Regions from separate parts of the Gasterosteus aculeatus genome. Here region 1 is linked to region 2. Evidence: chromatin contacts called from public Hi-C data. All regions are on one chromosome and are shown on one strand. The core of a region is the stretch at or near the end of the contact, and the rest is flanking DNA. Distances in the headings are between cores, read along the strand shown. Region 1 holds the start of osr2 (odd-skipped related transciption factor 2). Region 2 overlaps vps13b (vacuolar protein sorting 13 homolog B).

The links. Hi-C and Micro-C count contacts between places; a contact is called where the count stands out from the background.
Region 1: a contact with region 2 is called in a Hi-C map of skeletal muscle, with 7 times the contacts expected there. The contact joins the promoter of osr2 here to the enhancer-like site in region 2. A contact is called at or near these places in 3 of 6 Hi-C or Micro-C datasets (liver, skeletal muscle and whole body).

Annotation. Positions count from the first base shown.
Region 1 is chr20:19,265,906-19,271,057 of fGasAcu3.hap1.1, reverse strand. osr2 (odd-skipped related transciption factor 2) reads left to right here and starts at 2,921. Exons shown (of 4, transcript XM_040166382.2): 1 at 2,921-3,227; 2 at 4,872-5,152. The coding sequence starts at 4,909.
Region 2 is chr20:19,225,626-19,231,147 of fGasAcu3.hap1.1, reverse strand. It overlaps vps13b (vacuolar protein sorting 13 homolog B), which reads left to right. Exons shown (of 68, transcript XM_078095600.1): 8 at 2,911-3,185. Among protein-coding and RNA genes, the nearest start is that of vps13b, 32 kb to the left of the region's middle. Within about 2 kb of position 1,932, at least 3 of the 9 cell types and tissues checked have open chromatin away from gene starts, as enhancers often do.

The DNA.
Region 1 (5,152 bases), core at 1,672-4,171, 39 kb before region 2:
CACTCCAGAACAGCTTCCTGTCAAGGACTGGCTGCATGTGAGTATTACAGAGGTAAGGAGCAGCATTAGAAAGCAAGATGGCCTGGGATAACTGAAGGACAGGGTGATGGTCAATTATGGCATAAGGGAGCCATGAGCTGAGAATACAATTGGAATACTTAATACATAAATAATACATAAAATATAGAAATACATAAAGTATCTGTTTATTTAATTTTCCCTTTAATTGGACGTCATTTCAGAAGCTGAAGAATTAAACAAATCACAAATCAAGCTTTCTCCAATATTAATAAAGAAAGCCTGACAACCCAAATATATAGAAATACATGTTTAAAACCTCTATTACATCAGACGAGTGCATAATGCATATCAATAACTATTTACTAATAATTTGTACTTGCACAAGTGATCTATTTGTTTATTAATAATTCGTGCTGCTCTGCCTCTCGGTGTGTCGGCCATTACAGGCTTGGCAGCTGCGCCGAGCGGCAGCACTGATCCTCCGCTGGTGGGGGTCGGGTTATCTCAGAGAATGATGGCGGCTGCAGGGGGACTCGGGGCAGGGCCAAGGGGCAAGGCACTAACCCACTACAGAGAATACAATACTCCTCTGGCACTCACTGGTGTAGCCGTAGGGGGGGAAAGCTGCATTCGAGGCCACATGTAATAGTTCGGGAACGCTGGACGGCATTAAATTAATCTCTGTTCCTATGTCATATTTAACTGTAATATTATTAGACAAAATAAAAGCACAAAAGACACCACAGTGAATGTACAAATGCATTAATACAAATAATACAATCAAATGTGTACGGAGAATAACAAAACAGTAAAGTAAATCTGAGTACCGTCTTGATTTATGCAACTTTAAACTTTAAACTAAATACAAAAAAACTCACTTTTACAGGAAGTCGGTATTTCATGGGGACATATTTGTAAGAAAATGCATTTCGACTCTCTATATTGTTGATAAATTTGAATTAATTGTAGTGCAGTATTGATTGTAGCATTTAAAGAGCAGTCTTAATTATACTTAAATGTGAATTAATGGCCTCTTTCCAAGGACAAAAACAAAATGAACATAATAAAACAACGTTATACATTTTTGTGAAAAGAATACGTTGGAAAATGTCCACGACTATCATGTAAAAGTGTGGGGTTAATGTTTCTTCTAATCCGTCGCAGTGTTTTGACAGTGAAGACGTGAGGCCCGCGTGATATGAAACCTAACGAAAAAACCACAAGCGTGTCGGCTGCTGAACATTCTGCAGCTCTTAAGAAAACGACAATCAGGCTGCACGAGCTCCTGAAACATGGATTATCCGAAGCCTCTATATTTGTTGTCTCTCATGTAACGAACGGAAATAATCATTATTAATGATAATGCTTTAAATACCCATATAAAGAGATCAGCAACTCCATTCATGCGTTGCTGTAATTAAATAATTGTATTGTTTTTCGACTGGTGGGGTGATTTATTTTTATCTTTAATATTGAATATTTCTAAGAGCACGAATGGCGAGGTGAGGTTTCATCAAAGCGTGTTTTAGCGATCTTGCCTGAAAACATGAAGATGTACTGACAGTCAGAGCTTCAGTGAAGCCGCAAACTGCGTAGAGTTTAGCGGTACTTCCAATAGGCGGCGCTGCAGACCAGGTCTGAGCAGTGGAGGCCAGCGCTGCAGCAACGGTCCTGCTGTGAACATGGCAAAACGACACATTACTTTTCAAACTGGACTTCTGCATATTACTTACGTCTTAATATTATTTTTAAAAATGATAGAGAGAAAGGTTTAAAAACAAGATTCAATTATTCAACATTGATTCTGCATTTTGACGTTTCACTAAATCTAGTACACTTTTCTATACTTGACTTAAACTCGTAAAAAGATTTATTTAAATTTTCGGTGAATTTTCTGGTGGTTTTCATAGAAAACAAAAAAACCTGTGTAGCGTGCTGGTGATGCATTTGCGTGTGTGTGTGTGTGTGTGTGTGTGTGTGTGTGTGTGTGTGTGTGTGTGTGTGTGTGTGTGTGTGTGGTGTGTGTGTTCGTGCGTGCGTGCGTGTGCATATGAGTGGATCCATGAGGGATCATCATTATTATTATCATTATTATTATTTTGCATATGGCCAGACCAAGGCCACCAACCATTTGATTAAATGGCAGCATGATTAACATGACATACTATCTTCAATATGTTGTTATTTAAATTATCGAAATATATGAAATATGAAAGAATGACAGAACTGTTATTACTGCGTTTGGACAAAGGAGAGTTGTGTTTCAGGCCAATCCTATATATAGTCCCGCAACATATTGCAGAATATTTCAATGCACACAATACATCAAATATTTAAAAAAAAAACGTTATGTAATTTTAATGGAGAACATAAATGAATAATTGTGTAGCAAGAATCCTTTTTAAATGAGTGCCGTTCACGTGACAAAATAAAGAATGTATAAAAGAAGAAAAAACACAAGTGACCATGACTGCTTCGCGCTGTTGCGGATCTTGGGGTCAATGTACAGTGTGATGAATATTTTAACCTCATCACAAAGAAATAAAACGACTTCATGTGGTGGCTCTTTGGTGGCACTGTATTCCCGCAAATTAAGTGTGTAGTTTTAATAAATGGAAAAACATTGTAAACGGCATCCAGACACATTTCAGAGTTAGAAGAGGGGGTGAAAGAGGGATGACCATCTCCAAAAGACGGTCTCAGCCTTGACTGAAAGGTCTGTGAGAGGTGTCAGAGGAGGCAGGTTGAACAAAACACACTTCTCTACAATGGTCTTCAGACATAGTTGCTATCCAAACACAAATAAACAGAGGAGGAACATCGGAGTTAATGATAGAGGGGGGTGGAGGCGTGTCGGAGGGCGGGCTAAACACACCAGAGCCCCGGAGCCCTGAAAAGTGCAGGACCGGTGCGCATTACACACACTTCCAGCCCCAGCTCCGGACAGAGACACCCGCGCTGCCGCTGCTGCTGCCGCCAGCAAACTCCTCCAAACTTCTTCGCCCCCTTTTTGTCCCACAACTTCTCCCGACTCATCAGATCTGCGCTAAGGTCCGAGACTTCCCGGCTGTCTGCATGGCTACGTGAAAGTTTCATGGACTTGGAACTTGGAAAACCTTTCGCGGCGTTCTATTGGAGCTCTCCGCCACTATAGTTACTGTGGATTACTGACATAACGTGAGGACCTTTGGCAGAGTTTTGTTGGGGTAAGATTCCGTCTGTCCGGGTATTTTGTCAGCCCGATGTAGGGAACCGACACCACTCTGCTCAACTCAGCTCACTTGTTAGAAACTTTTCATCCAAAGGAAACTTACTGTTGCATGAACCAAATAGATCCGACAGTCGGTAAAATGTCCAAGACTGACTGATACTCAGTTATTAGAGACGATTGTTGGTTTGCGATGATCAACACCTTGGGGTGACAGCTCTCTATCCCAATGGGCCAAACATTGCCGAAACAAGTCTCTAGACTTTGGTTATGTTTACTTTGATGAAAGCAAAAAAAAAACTTGACAAGCACTCCGATAACACGACATGGCATTTATGCTGCTGTCAGAGTATAACATTAAGTCCAAAGGTTATTGAGAGGAAGAACAGGTCGGATAAAGTTACACACGTGGGCAAAGAACAACAAGTGGCTGCGCGGTGACTGGTGTTGCACCTGTGCAAACTTCAATTAAAACTGCCCCGTCTTTGAAAAGAGGAAAGCGAGGTGGAAAGAACTTCATAAGATGTGTGTAACAACTCTAAGCGACCTGACCCGAGCATGCGATCAGCCCTCCGGCTGCCGTGTCCCGCAGGACTCTCCCATCTGCAAGACAATCATGTCCAAACTCCCGCAGGTTTCAGACTCGGGAACGTGACGATTAGATTCGGGTGGAAAACATGTAGAACAAATGATCCAAACAGAATACGCAGGGTTTTATTTAATTTCGACCAAATCTAAAGGTCAGCGTGGGGCCTCGACTTACACGGTTTTCCTTTTCCCCTGTGTTGGAAAAGACAACTTGTCACCGCCGCATACATGGAACCGGGCCACCGTGGCTGTTGTTCTTTCGTAATGCACACTTCACCTTATTTGTCCGACATGTGGAGGAGACGCTTAGCTCCGCCGCCACAGGTCCACCATGAGCAGAAACACCTTAATTCAAAAACATGCCGTATGAAATCAAATAGTCCTAAAACGAGCTACATATCAGGCCTGCCAGATGAACTGGCTGCAGTCCCGCGAGCACGCAAATAAAAAGCACATGCACACAAAGTCACAATTAAAGTAGCATTCTTGTGGGTAATATTAGGCAGGATTTGTTTCGCGTTTCGCTCTAACCTGAGCGCGCATTTGACATACTCTTGGAACATTTAAAAATTCCTACAAATCCAGAGGTCACTTGTATTTCAGCGGTGTGAAACAACAGCTACAACCGTCAAAAACAACAACTTGTCTTCTCTAATTGCTTCGCCCGAACTTCATTCGGAGCGATCGGTGCCGAATCAAACATTCGCACCCACCCTTTTGAATTACAATTTTGATAGATTTTGTTTTTAAAAAGATGTAGCCTATAAATATAATATTGCTCATCTCTGCTTTTAAGCGTTTCTATTTACGCTCATGCGTTAGATACGTGTTTATATTCTCGCTGTGGTTCTACTTGTGTCGAACACGAAAAAAAAGTTGTTATGAAATTTAAATAATTGGAGGTCGTGAAATAAATATTAGAAATAAATTTGATCATGTATGTTAAGAAGAAAAATGGGTAAGAATAATGCATTTTTGTATTTAGTCTACCGTTTGTTTTATAGTAATATCATTGTAACGGGACATTAACGCTCAACACATTTTTCTCCCCCAGGGCTATCACCGTGTCTTCTGCAGAGGTCTGAGCCGAGATGGGGAGCAAAGCCCTGCACGCTCCGATCCCCCTGCACCCGGCCCTGCAGCTCACAAACTACTCTTTCCTGCAGGCCGTCAACACTTTCCCCGCTGACCAGCTGCAGGGCCTTTACGGCCTCAGTGCCGTGCAGACCATGCACATGAACCACTGGACTCTTGGTTACCCGCACATCCAAGGACTGAGGTCTACGATCACGGAGATGGCAGCCGCCCAGGGTCTGGTGGACCCAAGGATTCCCT
Region 2 (5,522 bases), core at 683-3,182:
TCTTTACCACAACAGGCAAACTCATTTATTTCTATATTTATGAATGTTGATGCTTATAGTTACAGAGTCTGCTTCAATGCCTATTCCTTTACAGTGGGTTGCAGTTTGTGGGAAACAATTATTGTCACATGATTGTAGAACATGATCCTGGTATTATAGGTCGTTCTGCATCAAATTCATTAGATTTCATATAGGCCGTTTGTGGTGAAACGTTGCTGTATTATCTGACTCCAATATCCTCTATCTGTCTGTCTGTCCTTGTGTGTGTATTTATTTGTCCTACCTTACTCTTAAAATTAGTTTTTCCCCCATCTAAAGGTGTTTTTCTTTTTGCCAATTAAAGTGGAAAAAGCCTTGTAATGTGTTTACGTGCCCAGGAATTAGCGTGGCTGCAGTTTGTTTGATTCCTTCTCTTTAAGGGAAGAGCCAATGTCTCATTAATGAATAGCCCTAATAGCTCAACGGTGCGGGACACAAACCAAACCAACCCTTTCCAATCAGACGGCTGAAATTCAATGAAGTCTCTGATACACTGTAAAATATTTCAGCGGTTGGAAACACCGATGACTATCATGCTTGGATGACCAGCACAGAGCCATGTACAGTTAGTGGAGAATTAATATAGTGCGTGTCTGTGTGTGTGTGTGTGTGTGGGGGGGGGGGGTCTGAGAGCCTGTTTGTGTGTTTGTCAAAGGTCAATATGTTTTTAGTATTGGCTCTATGGGAGTGCCTCAGAAACGTATCGTCCTGAGGCCACAGGCTATCTGCTCTTTATGAACCTCATGTGGCTCCCTTTATACAGCCCCAGTGACGTGATGGGGCCCCTTTTTAATCAACCTCTCCCGTTTAATCTGTGTGAAGACGTCGAAGGTAGAATTCAATAGATGCGCGTGGATGAGACAGCTTTTTGTCTCGCAGAGTATTGTTATATACGACTGCTTGAACAGATTTTTTAAAACATTCTCATGTTAATGTCATGTTGGTGGTGTTAAATTGAAACCGTATGCAACACACATGTTCCATATGTCTTCCAATCCTTTACATTAAAACACGTAGGCCAGTGAGGAAGGGCTGAAAGGATCTGATGAGCTGCGAGTAGCCTTTGCTCAGTGGTCAGGTAAGCAGTCCACCTATCCCTCTATAAACATGGAGGGACATCTACTGGCCTGTGTGGGCACTGCCTGCGCTCACTCCTCCCCTCCCATGGTCACAATGTCACTCAGCTGCGCACTCACTTACACGCCCACTCCTAGCCACCACTTGCTAGCTCAGGCGTACACCGTTGCCCGGAGGCCTTGGGCTCATGCTAGGCAAACATGACCCCGATCACATCCCATTACACACCGCTTGTGAGCGCTGCTTGTGGACATGTCCACAACAAAGATTCCAGTCTGGCTGTGATCGCTGTCACAACGGTCCTGTATGTCGTAATGCAGACATTTTGGCCAACCCACATCGCTCTCTGGGAATTTTTTCACTCCCCTCTTTCGGATTAATACTTCAAAGTCTCCATAAGCCGCTCCTTTTTGATCGCTTGATTAGTAATTGTGCCTTTATTTTGATTGCCTCGCTATTTGAACGTAGGCCTCGTCAGGCTGTGACGTGAAGCGAAAGAGCTTAACTTGTTGAACTGACACCTCAAAGGCTTCCATGGACGGGAAACAAAAAGAAGGAAAAAAGAGAAATCAGAGATAAAATCCAGCAGGGAGATTTTGGGGGGAGAAGGAAGGGAGATAAAAAATCCATAACATGGGATTGGGACAAAGTGAAAGATTTAATTAAAATATGTCATAATGTTCACCGCCTTAGCCTCTGGGATTCCTAAGGTGTGACCTCACGGACAATTATTGTTTTCTCACTGAGGATTTGAGGCCGCGAGGAACGGGATTACACATTCTTGCGTATTGACATCAGCTTCCTCTCTCTTCCGAAGTGCGTGGAAACCGGCATGATGGGACGCGTTCGGAGGGCGGTGCCTGTTGGCTCGGGGACCTGTGACACCCCCCCCCACAAAATAGCTTGCCGAAGTGAATGGGTTTCGCCACAGTGCCAACAGGGTGGTCCAGCCAAAGTTCTCTGTTGCTGACACAAGGACCGGCCGCTTGGCTTCCTCAACCCTTTTATTAAAGGCCATTGGCCTCTTTAGCCTCTTTGACAGTAGCCGATGCTCCAGTCGACCCCTGTGCTCCTTACTCTGAGGCGTCGACACACGTCAGTCAATCCTTCATAGGATTCTCCTGTACTCTGCAAGCCCAGAGTGTGCCGATGGCTCGTAGCTACTCTCCTTGCTCGTAGCCTCATTTCAGTCTGTCACCTGCTAAAAAAAACATGTGCGCCCCCCTCCCCAGCTCCTGCTGAATGCATTCTTGGTGGATGCAGCCTGTGCTGCTGGGTCCAGCTCAGCCCTGACCACAGTGATCCAGCGGGCCCTCTGTCAGGATGCTGGCTGACAGACGGCGCCCTCTGGCCTCCACTAGAAGGGGGCTTCCTCTCTGTCCTTCATGCGGCACACACCTGCACGCTGGAGCATTGGCACCACTACAGTGAAACCGCCTTGGTCTCTGCTGTTTTTGTGTGCTCAGTTGACAGCTGAAACATCTTGCTTGTATTAAACTACCCCGAGGGCATGGACAAATTAATTTAGCATGCTGCATTGGGCACAAACACTTCCATTATAAACAGCTTTCTCTCTGTTTGGCCAGTTTGTTTTCACAACCTGCCTCTTTTAATAGACTGAGGTATTGGATAACTATGGATTTATTATAAAGTCCACTTTGTTTGGACCAGCTCTTTGTATGTTTGAAAGTGACTGAATATTCACCTGAAGAATCAAAAGTAGACGTGCAGAAACTAACCCTGACGAACTTTAAAGTTTACATTTCAACTAATTATGCCTTCTTTCCCCATCAGGGATGGATGTGGATCTGGAGAACCAGGGTGCGAGTCAGTACTCCAGCCAAGACCTTTACATGCAGTCTGGGGGTCTTGAAGAGGGAGACCAGGGTTGGGTGTCCTGGGCTTGGTCCTTCATCCCAGCCATCGTAGGCGAAGAGGAGGGATATGAGGAAGGCCTGTATGAGCAGGGAGAGGCAGGAGGCATCCCAACCAACCCACAGCAACTCACACCCAGAGACCCCATTGTTTCTATTGGCTTCTACTGCACAAAAGCCTCTGTTACCTTCAAGGTAAATCGGCTTATGCATTCTCACTCACAATGGTTCCATTCCCAGGTCAAGTGTTACGATGCAGGCCTGTATGTTGTATTTGCCAAATTGCATCACATTTGATTTAGGGTCAAGAAATACTTTAACTAATTTTAGATGCACTGAAAAAATATGTTTTTAAATGTACAACAGCAAACGCAGAAGCAGTTTGTCTAGGGGGCCTTCGTCGCAAGTCAGAAAACTCTTTTGTAAATTCTGTATATACAGATATTTGATGTTGATGTCGAATTTCCTGGTTTAGGATATCGTTGTGTTAACAATTAAAGTTGTTTTTTTCCCTTGCCGCCATTACCCACTCCCTCTCCCCACCCCCTCACTGCGGCTTATATTCTGTGGTGATTTTCAGTAAGAGTCTCAAAGAAGGGCTTGATCTTCAGGAAGTCACAGTCCTCTTTGTCTGAGTGTGTGGTATAAGGGGCGGGTAGTGTAACCGCTAACCGACGTCTCGGATCACGTTAATGTTTTAGACATCATACGTGGTGTGATGAGTATTCAGAAATGGATCCCAAACTTTAATCCTGCCTGCTCATTCAGAATAGTTTGAATTCATCTGCGTTTCCCCTCAGGTTCAGGCACTTCGGATCACATTACTGTGTGTGTGTGTGTGTGTGTGTGTGTGTGTGTGTGTGTGTGTGTGTGTGTGTGTGTGTGTGTGTGTGTGTGTGTGTGTGTGTGTGTGTGTGTGTGTGTGTGTGTGTGTGTGTGTGTGTGTGTGTGTGTATGCGAGGCATGTCTCAGGCCAAACAGACCACGGTTCTTTACTAATAACGTTTAAATTGTTCCTGTATTGTTTGAGTTCTTTTAATCAATTAATTGCCTCTAGTCTGGAGTAATTGCAGACAGCTGAAACGTTCTCGTCTCTTTCCTACAAGGAAGTATTTAGTTGGAGGGAATTTCAGGTCTTTGAGCAGCCACGGCCTAAACCGGCATCTGACATTGACATGAAATCAGAGAGGTATTTTTAGATTGCTAACCCATTACTCCCAAAGATCTGTTTGATCAGAGAAACTGGCAGGATCATTGAATGGCTTTAACACAAAAAATGCATAGTTGAGTGCTTACTATTTATTCCGATCTTTCACGCTCTGCACACCTGCCAAACTCTCACAGCACGGCAGACGTCACGCTGTTCCCTTTGTTTTGCTATTTCTGTTTATTTCAACAACAGCAACGGCGAGCGTTCCCAGAGTCTGCTCCCAACTTTTCTACCCTGTTACATTTCTGAGAAATGGAGTTAAAGATAAAGCCCACACCCCCCGAAAGTCCAATCCAACCTCATAACATTTGATTTGTGTTGGACCCCCCAAGCCATTGACCGAGGCCAGGGCGTCATGAAGGAGAGCTAGCAGGGACATGCTCAGCATTGGTTTTGCTGCTCCACCGCTTCTGCGTCTGCTTTGTGCTAATGGGACAAACGGTGTCCATGTCTGTGTGTGTCTGATCAGCAACTCTTCAGTGTCGGTGCTACAAAGCGCCAGTGTCCTCAGAGACAGCAAAACGTTTGCATCACTCGCAAGGATCTGGAGGGGTGGAGCGGTCTCCGCACGGGATTAAACCGTCAGTCCAACCAGGGGAAGGGAGCCAGTGGGAGAGAGTCCGGTCCACCGGGGGGTGGAGGGGGGGGGGGGGTGTAATAAGGTCCAGCTGCTCCTTGCACTGCACCTGCTTCCTGTGCTAAAAGTTGGACAGACTGTGCAACCTCATTTCTTTAGGTTGGCCTCGGGAGCATCGCAGCTCTGTAGCCGTCTCCCTTTGGCAAGCCTCTCTCTATCTCCACATCCTCTATACACACTGAGTGAATGTTCTTCTTCCAATCACTGCACATTATCAGTTCAACCCGAGTGCTTTAGTCATGTTCTGATTGTCATCCCCAATAAAGAGCAAGCGGGCCTCCCCGGGAGTACCAGAGAAGCGACTGTCATGTGGTTTGATGAATGCCTCTGGCCTGCGTCCAGACTTGGAAAAAGAAAACGGTTCAAACGTCCCAAGGCTGGCATCAAGCCTCTGATCTAAGAAAGATGTCATCCGCCCTTGTTTGGATGTTATTGTTTCTGGTTTTAAGCATTATTTTCAGGGGCCTCCGCGCCCCTCACATCCAAAGACTTGCGTAGCTTTTGTTTATTTTTCAGATCACGTATCTGTTTCTGCAGTGGATTGCAAGTACACACGCACGCACGCACACAATGAGACATACTAAGTTCTAGTTTTAGTGCTGAATTTCTCTGAGATCCGTACTATATCCAAAACTGGTACTTATTCTGTCAAACAAAGCTCAACATTTCTTTGACGAGGTGCCTC